2 separate regions of the Hermetia illucens genome follow, and region 2 is linked to region 1. A link is a contact called in public Hi-C data. All regions are on one chromosome and are shown on one strand. The core of a region is the stretch at or near the end of the contact, and the rest is flanking DNA. Distances in the headings are between cores, read along the strand shown. Region 1 holds the start of LOC119656547. Region 2 holds the start of LOC119657362.

Region 1 (3,438 bases), core at 402-2,901:
GATGAAGCCTTATACACCTCGATGCTCATCCTGCCGAGACAAAGAGGGAAATCTGATTTTCGACAGAATGGACATATTGGAGCGATGGGTTGAGTATTTTGATGAACTGCTCAACAACCAAAATATCGGCGAGTTGGAGGTCCCGCCAACTGAAGACGACGGACAAATGCTGCCTCCACCAAGCATAGAAGAAACAGTCCGTGCAATTCATCGACTTAAAAACCATAAGTCGCCAGGAGCCGATGGAATTACAGCTGAATTGGTTAAATATGGAGGCGGTCAATTACACCAAGTGGTTCATCAACTGATGCTCAAGGTGTAGGACAGCGAATCAATGCCTGACGACTGACAACAAGTGATTATCAGTTTCATACATAAAAAGGGGAATATCACACAGTGCAGCAATTATAGAGGTATCACGTTGCTGAGTGCCATCCATAAGATATTCTCCGCTATATTGCTAGGCCGGATAGCCCCATATGCTCAGAACATCATTGGCCCATACCATTCCAGGCAAATCAGCAGTAGATCAGATTTTCTCTGTGCGGCAAGCGATGGAAAAACTGTTGGAATATGGACACCAATTGGACCATCTGTTCATCGACTTTAAAGCCACCTATAATAACATAGCCAGGGTAAAACCGTACACGCCATGAGAGGATTCGGTCACCCGCCGAAATTGATAAGACTGAGTACATTGACCCTGTGCGAGGCCAGATAAAAACAGCAGCATCACTCTCGAAACCATTCGACATCAACAACGGTCTACGACAAGGGGATGCCCTATCATGCGTCCTCTTTAAGCTGGTCCTCGAGAAAGTGATCCGTGATGCTGAGGTAAAAGCAAGAGGTACGATCCTCTTTAAGTCCACCCAACTACTGGCCTATGTTGACGATATCAACATCATGGGAAGAACGACTCGAGACGTACAAACTGCCTTCATCCAGATCGAGCAAGCGGCGCCAGATCTTGGGCTGCACATCAATGAAGGCAAGACAAAATATATGGTGACAACGTCAGCGCCGAAAACCAACCAACAACATCAAACCGCACTGGTCAAACGGGATGAACAAAGATAGGAGACTACAACTTTGAGATCACAACTAGTGAAATCCGCGCATGGTTGTTGTCAGCCAACAGAGCCTATTTCAGTTTACAAAGACTGTTCCGCTCGAAACGTCTCACCATAGGGTCAAAGCTCTTACTGTGCAAGACAATGATCTTGCCAGTCCTCATGTATTCCTCGGAGACTTGGGTTCTTAGCAAGAAGAATTGCGAACTCTTGACCGCGTTTGAGAGAAAAATCCTCCGAAGAATTTTTGGCTCCTACGTGAGGATGGACGATTCCGTAGCCTACATAATGACGAAATCTATGAGCGATACGATGACCGTCAGGTTGTGGATAAAATCCGGCTCAATAGGATACGGTGGGCGGGTCACTTAATCCGTATGGATGAGGATGATCCAGCCCGGAAAGTCTATATATCTATGTCTGATGTCTGATTTTCGCATTAAGATCCATAGAAGCTTACACACGATAATTCAAAATTGCCCCGCCACCCACTTGGTTGCGTTCGTTCAACACTGGCTAGGTGCCCTGGCAGATACTTTACATATTCTTTTTCACCTCATTTTTCATGTGTGCAGCGTGCAGCGAAGTCTTCTGTCAAAAGTTTGTTTACAGCGTCGTCCTGTACTGAGTTTTGCAACGGTGGTGAGTGGAAAAATTCTCGATGGATCAGTTCGAGGGAATAGGTGGAATGGCATCGTCAGACGTATTGCATTTGCGCAATATGGCATCAACAGCAGATTTGCGAGTAAGTAATCCGCAAATTTCCATCCTTCGATATACATCATTCAATGTCTTTACTTCAGGAAACCTTGAGTAAAATCAAAACTTTGGATAAGGAAAATGTTGAGCATTTAATTTCGAGTATACAACAGATAGTTATGGGAGCACGCACAACTAGCGAAGATGCTATCGCCAACTCTGACATGCTGTTTCGGACATATTACAAAGCGCTGGACACAATCGGGGGAACTGATGATGTAGCCCTGCCTAGTTTTGATTCTTATCCAGCTGAAACGAAAGCGGATATTTTCTATGGAGTGCTGCTCGCAGACTATCACAAAAAAGTGGCGTCTAAGCAATTAGAACAGTTATGCCAACAAATAGTGGATTCGCTCGGAAATTCGTCCGCACCAATTTTGCTCACTTCTGTGAGGAGCGTGAATCTTTTCTATAACCGATACCCCAACGCCAAACTGGAATTCACCCTGACGAAGTTCTACTCGTGTCTCCAGTCGCAGTCGCCAGCCGTACGCGACGAATGCATTATTTTCTTCAGGAATTGGCTTAAAAACGGAAGCGAAACTGAGGACATATTCTTGACCATTGCGAAGCACTGGCCCTGGACCAACAAGTACAAATACATCCTTTTGTCGGTCATTCTTACTGACAACAAACTCGTAACTCTGCTCCCCACAGAGCAAGAGGTGTGTGAATTTCTTCAAGGGTCCCGGCTTTCCCTGAAACACAAGAATCTGTTTTCAGTCGGACAATTAGTGGTCAAAGCTCTGAGTAAGCAGAACTGCAACGAGTTCAATGAACTTCTCATCGGCATTTTAAAAACTGGTTCTCATGCTGAACTAATTTCTTTAAACTCCCAATGGATGCATTACGTGCTTAACAAAGACGATTTGTTTACGCAAATTGGTTTAGACCAGGAGCTTGAAAACATTCTGAAGTTAGACTACGTAGATGGCGATCACACGCGTCTAGTTCTGCTTTGCACAATATTCGAGCGGCAGTTCTACAAACACCCGCAGGTTGACGGTATCTGCGAATACTTGCAAGACAATTATGCGAAATTCAATCTCGACGCGCAGCTCTACGTATACAAGTTTATTGTAGGCCTTTTGATAGCAACCAATAGGAATGTGCATGAACGGCTACAATTTATCATTGTCTTTATTGAGAAGCACGTATTCGTGCCGTGTTCAGACTTCAGAAACACAGTTCTCGGGAAACTCCCTCTGGTTCTCGATTTTCTATCCAAAAAAATCAAAACTTTAGACCAGGCCATAGTAATCGATTTTTTTACTCACTTGAAAAGGATTTTCCATACCGGCATTACTCACAGCGAGTATCAACCGTTGATTTTCAACTTGAAAATGTTCGAAATTCTTTTGAAATGTTTCGAGTCGACGACACATAAAAGTCTTATGAAAAACTCAAGTGTAAACTTGCATAAAACACTTGCGAGAGTGTTAACTGAAGGAAATGTGTGGACATTCCAGGATGAATATGAAACCATATTTGCCTTGCTTTCATCTGCTGGGGATTTCGATGATGTCCGTGAATTGATTGTGAGAATCTTAAAGCAGTTGGTACTGGCCAATCGCGATGAAGAGTTCAAGCTGTGGAAAAAATTTGT
Region 2 (3,515 bases), core at 999-3,498, 160 kb after region 1:
CACAAAACACACTTTTTCATTTATAGCAACGCTACCTACTTTGTGTAAACAGAAAGGCTCATAATTGCCTTTCCACACCGTCCGCATTCGAACGGTGTCTTCGACAGTTTATGCCACAAGTTGTGGTCCTTCACGTCCTGCTTCTTTTCAATACTTTCATTACATCGAACACAATGATAAGACACTACTCTCGGCAAGTGATCAGTGTCTAAATGTCGGTGAAGCTCCCCAGCATTGAGATAAGGTTTATTACAGATCGTGCAAGTTACATTTGTGGCGGCCTCATCCAAGGCAATATTTGGGTTTTTGAACTTCCTGAAATTAACGGAGAAGGTTTTTAACATGGTTTTTTCCTCAAGGTAGTTGCAGAGCAAGCCATCGCCATAGTCAAATCTAAATTATTGTAGTTTGGAGTGTGACAAAACTTACCGAATTATAGTTTCTCTTAGCCGTTCTCGCTTATTAGGTGTCTTTTCCGTGAGAAGATCCCCGGATGCCTTTCTTTTCTTAGATTTCAAATTTCTAAAACTCGCAATTGTATAATAACGTTTGGCACAAGTCAGTTTATTAAAAGAAAACTTACTTTTCAGGTTCGACTTTTAATTTCTTCTTAACTTCTACTGGCGGTTCCGGAACGATTTGTACTTTTTTCTTAACTTTAGACATTGGTTTTTCGCGTTCTACCTTCACGGGCTTTTTTATGTCGGGCGGCGCTTTCTTTTCAACCTTAACTACTTTGGACGATTTTACAGATTTTGTCGAATTTAGAGTTTTTGCAGAGTTAACGGCTTTTGTGGCAGTTGGAGTTTTCTTTTTGATAGTCTTTTCAACTTCTGTTTTGTCATCTTCGAGAGCGTCTGGTACAGGATCGAGCTAAAGAAATAAAGTTAGGAGAAGTCAATATAAATACACCAACCAAACGCCGCTGATTCTAAAGGGGAAGAAACAGTTTGGCCAGAAAAAATCAACAATAACTAAATCACTTTATTCAAAAGGCGACCCAACGTCCTGGCACCCTTGATAATTTCAGTGCTTGATTCTCAAAATTTTAGGAGTATAAGCCTCTAATCGCGGCCGATAAAATAGTACTATCAGAGCACACTTGGATGCTAGACGGGCTTCAATCTCACAGCGAACAAGAAAGCGAGCATAAATTATTTATAAGCACTTGGTTTCCTCAAGTGGAAGTGAAATTGTGTTGTTCAATAATTGATTGAATGATGGCAAATAGGAAACTCATCAGGGAATGATTTTATAACCAAACTATAATATTTTCCGAGTATCAGCCCGATCTCGATCTAGGGTCAGGTAATCAAGAAGATAATATTGTTGCGTTAAAACTAATAAAAGCTGTTCCCAATTGGAACCAGTGTTTTAACGTTTGTTATTGACTTTACTTTGATGCTACTTTTCTCAGGAGACCACACAATCTAGTTCGTGTTGAAGAAACTGTCCACATACAGAGAAACAGATGGCTATGACAGGCATCAGTCAGCCTTCAAGAATATCTCAGCCTTTAATTCGGTTCCCATGTCACACACGTATTAGCATTCAATTGCCTAAAATCTGTTGTAAAGATATTTCTACTCCAGGGCTTCTGAAAAGCTCAAGTTTATTCGTCCAAGCACCGCTTCTAGGAACTAATTATTGACTCAGGACTTAAGGGCACAAGAGAATAATTACCTTTGGAACGATGGTTTCTGTCAATCCGAGGAGGCGTCTAGTTTGTATATCGGTGGCCAGGCACATCTCGCGAAACTCGAAGAAGTCATTGATTTTCTCGCGACAGGCATTGCAGGCCGTTTGCGGCATTTTGTCGCCCTTTGTGACCTGCAACCGAGAAGAGAAAAACTTGTGTCAAGAAGGCAGAATTATTGATCGCCTACGTGGTTGGGCGAGCGACCATGCATGGATCCTTTCATTTAGCACAAATCCACGTCTCCCGCTAGAATTCAACGCATTTACAATCGCCACATTAATCCAGAATTGGAGCAGAATCCAATTCGGACAAAAATCAAAAGGAAATCACAAAAAACCTAAACAACCTGAATTCCGACACAGTCAAAGATCTTTTTATGAAAGTCAGGGTCAACATTTGTGCTTTTCTTGCTATTAGCAAGGATGTCTGTATTATTCGGGTTATCATCGCCGCACAAACGACAGATTTTATATAATCTGAGCCGGACATTTTCATCAATTTTTATTGAAAAGTTTTCCATCGCGACTCTGTCAAAAATGTTTTCGCCCGAACTAACGCACACAAACAAAGTGCATCATTTTGTTTATACTCGCCGTTCGCTGTCGCCTCGTCCAACCGTCCTATCAAAATTCTTTTACTCAACCCTGCACAAGTGTCGAATCTTAAACCGGCTGACAGCCGTGGTGAATACAAAAGACGAGCAAATTTCAATATTCGGTTTGTGACGAATATTTTCCGTTTGAGATGCATATAGATTCTCGTTAACATGCACAAAATAAGTTTAGTAAAAGGCATTCCATATTCTATTTCTTCAAAATAGATAGGTGTTTGGTACGTCTTGGCAGATAAATTTTTTCAGACTGTCTTTTCGCATTGGCATAGTTGCCTTCAGAGCAACCAATCATTTAATTGGAAATCAATGTCACATTCTCCTGTTGATACTTCCTCAATATCAAAAATTTTTATCTGCGACCATGATATCCTTGCTTTATTCTAAAATTTCTTGAGAATATTCATTCTAAAAGAGCATGTGTCAAAGCGATTAGTGATGAATACATTAGTGTATTGGTTAATATGCAACTCTGGAGCATTTCCCACCTTTCCATAATAATAATAATCGTTAGCACAACAATGCATGTTGAGTCATCCAGGCACTCACCTTTCCATAGTCTTTTTTAATTCGCTTCAAGACAGTATCCTCGATATCTTCATTACTATTTTTTAAAACCATGTCCCTACACATAGCGATCATTACCTGATCCAAATTTTAATCTCCATCAAACTATTTACATAATAAAGTTCTGTGAGTCGCAAACCGTCCTGCCCCATTAGTTGAATGATGGATATGGGCGCAACAACCAGTATCCGGTCTATCCCTGCCTTAATAAGGAACTGCAGATATCCCGGTTTTAAGCCGATATCCCTGAAAGCTATCTGACGTCCTGGCCTACGCTATCGCTCCATCTCAGGCAGAATCTGTCTCGTCTTCTTTTTCTACCATAGATATTACCATTATAGAATTTCCGGGCTGGATCATCCTCATCCATACGGATTAAGTGTCCCGCCCACCGTAACCCATTGAGCCGGATTTGATCTACAACCAGGCTGTCATGGTATCGCTTATAGGTTTCGTCTTTATCTAAGCTGTGGAATCGTTCATCCTCATGTAGGGTGCCAAATATTCTTCGGTGGATTTTTCTCTCGAATGCAGCTAAGAGTTCGCAATTTTTCTTGCTAAGAACCCAGGTCTCCGAGGAATAAGGACTGGCAAGATAGTCTAGTACAGTAAGACCTTTGACCTTATGATGAGACTTTC

What was found. Hi-C and Micro-C count contacts between places; a contact is called where the count stands out from the background.
Region 2: a Hi-C map of whole body shows a contact between it and region 1, with 5 times the contacts expected there. The contact joins the promoter of LOC119657362 here to the promoter of LOC119656547 in region 1. A contact is called at or near these places in 2 of 2 Hi-C or Micro-C datasets (an unstated tissue and whole body).

Annotation. Positions count from the first base shown.
Region 1 is chr5:94,285,095-94,288,532 of iHerIll2.2.curated.20191125, forward strand. LOC119656547 reads left to right here and starts at 1,652. Exons shown (of 5, transcript XM_038062910.1): 1 at 1,652-1,818; 2 at 1,877-3,438. The coding sequence starts at 1,735.
Region 2 is chr5:94,446,287-94,449,801 of iHerIll2.2.curated.20191125, forward strand. LOC119657362 reads right to left here and starts at 2,249. Exons shown (of 7, transcript XM_038064241.1): 1 at 2,046-2,249; 2 at 1,684-1,830; 3 at 584-873; 4 at 430-522; 5 at 40-315. The coding sequence starts at 2,219.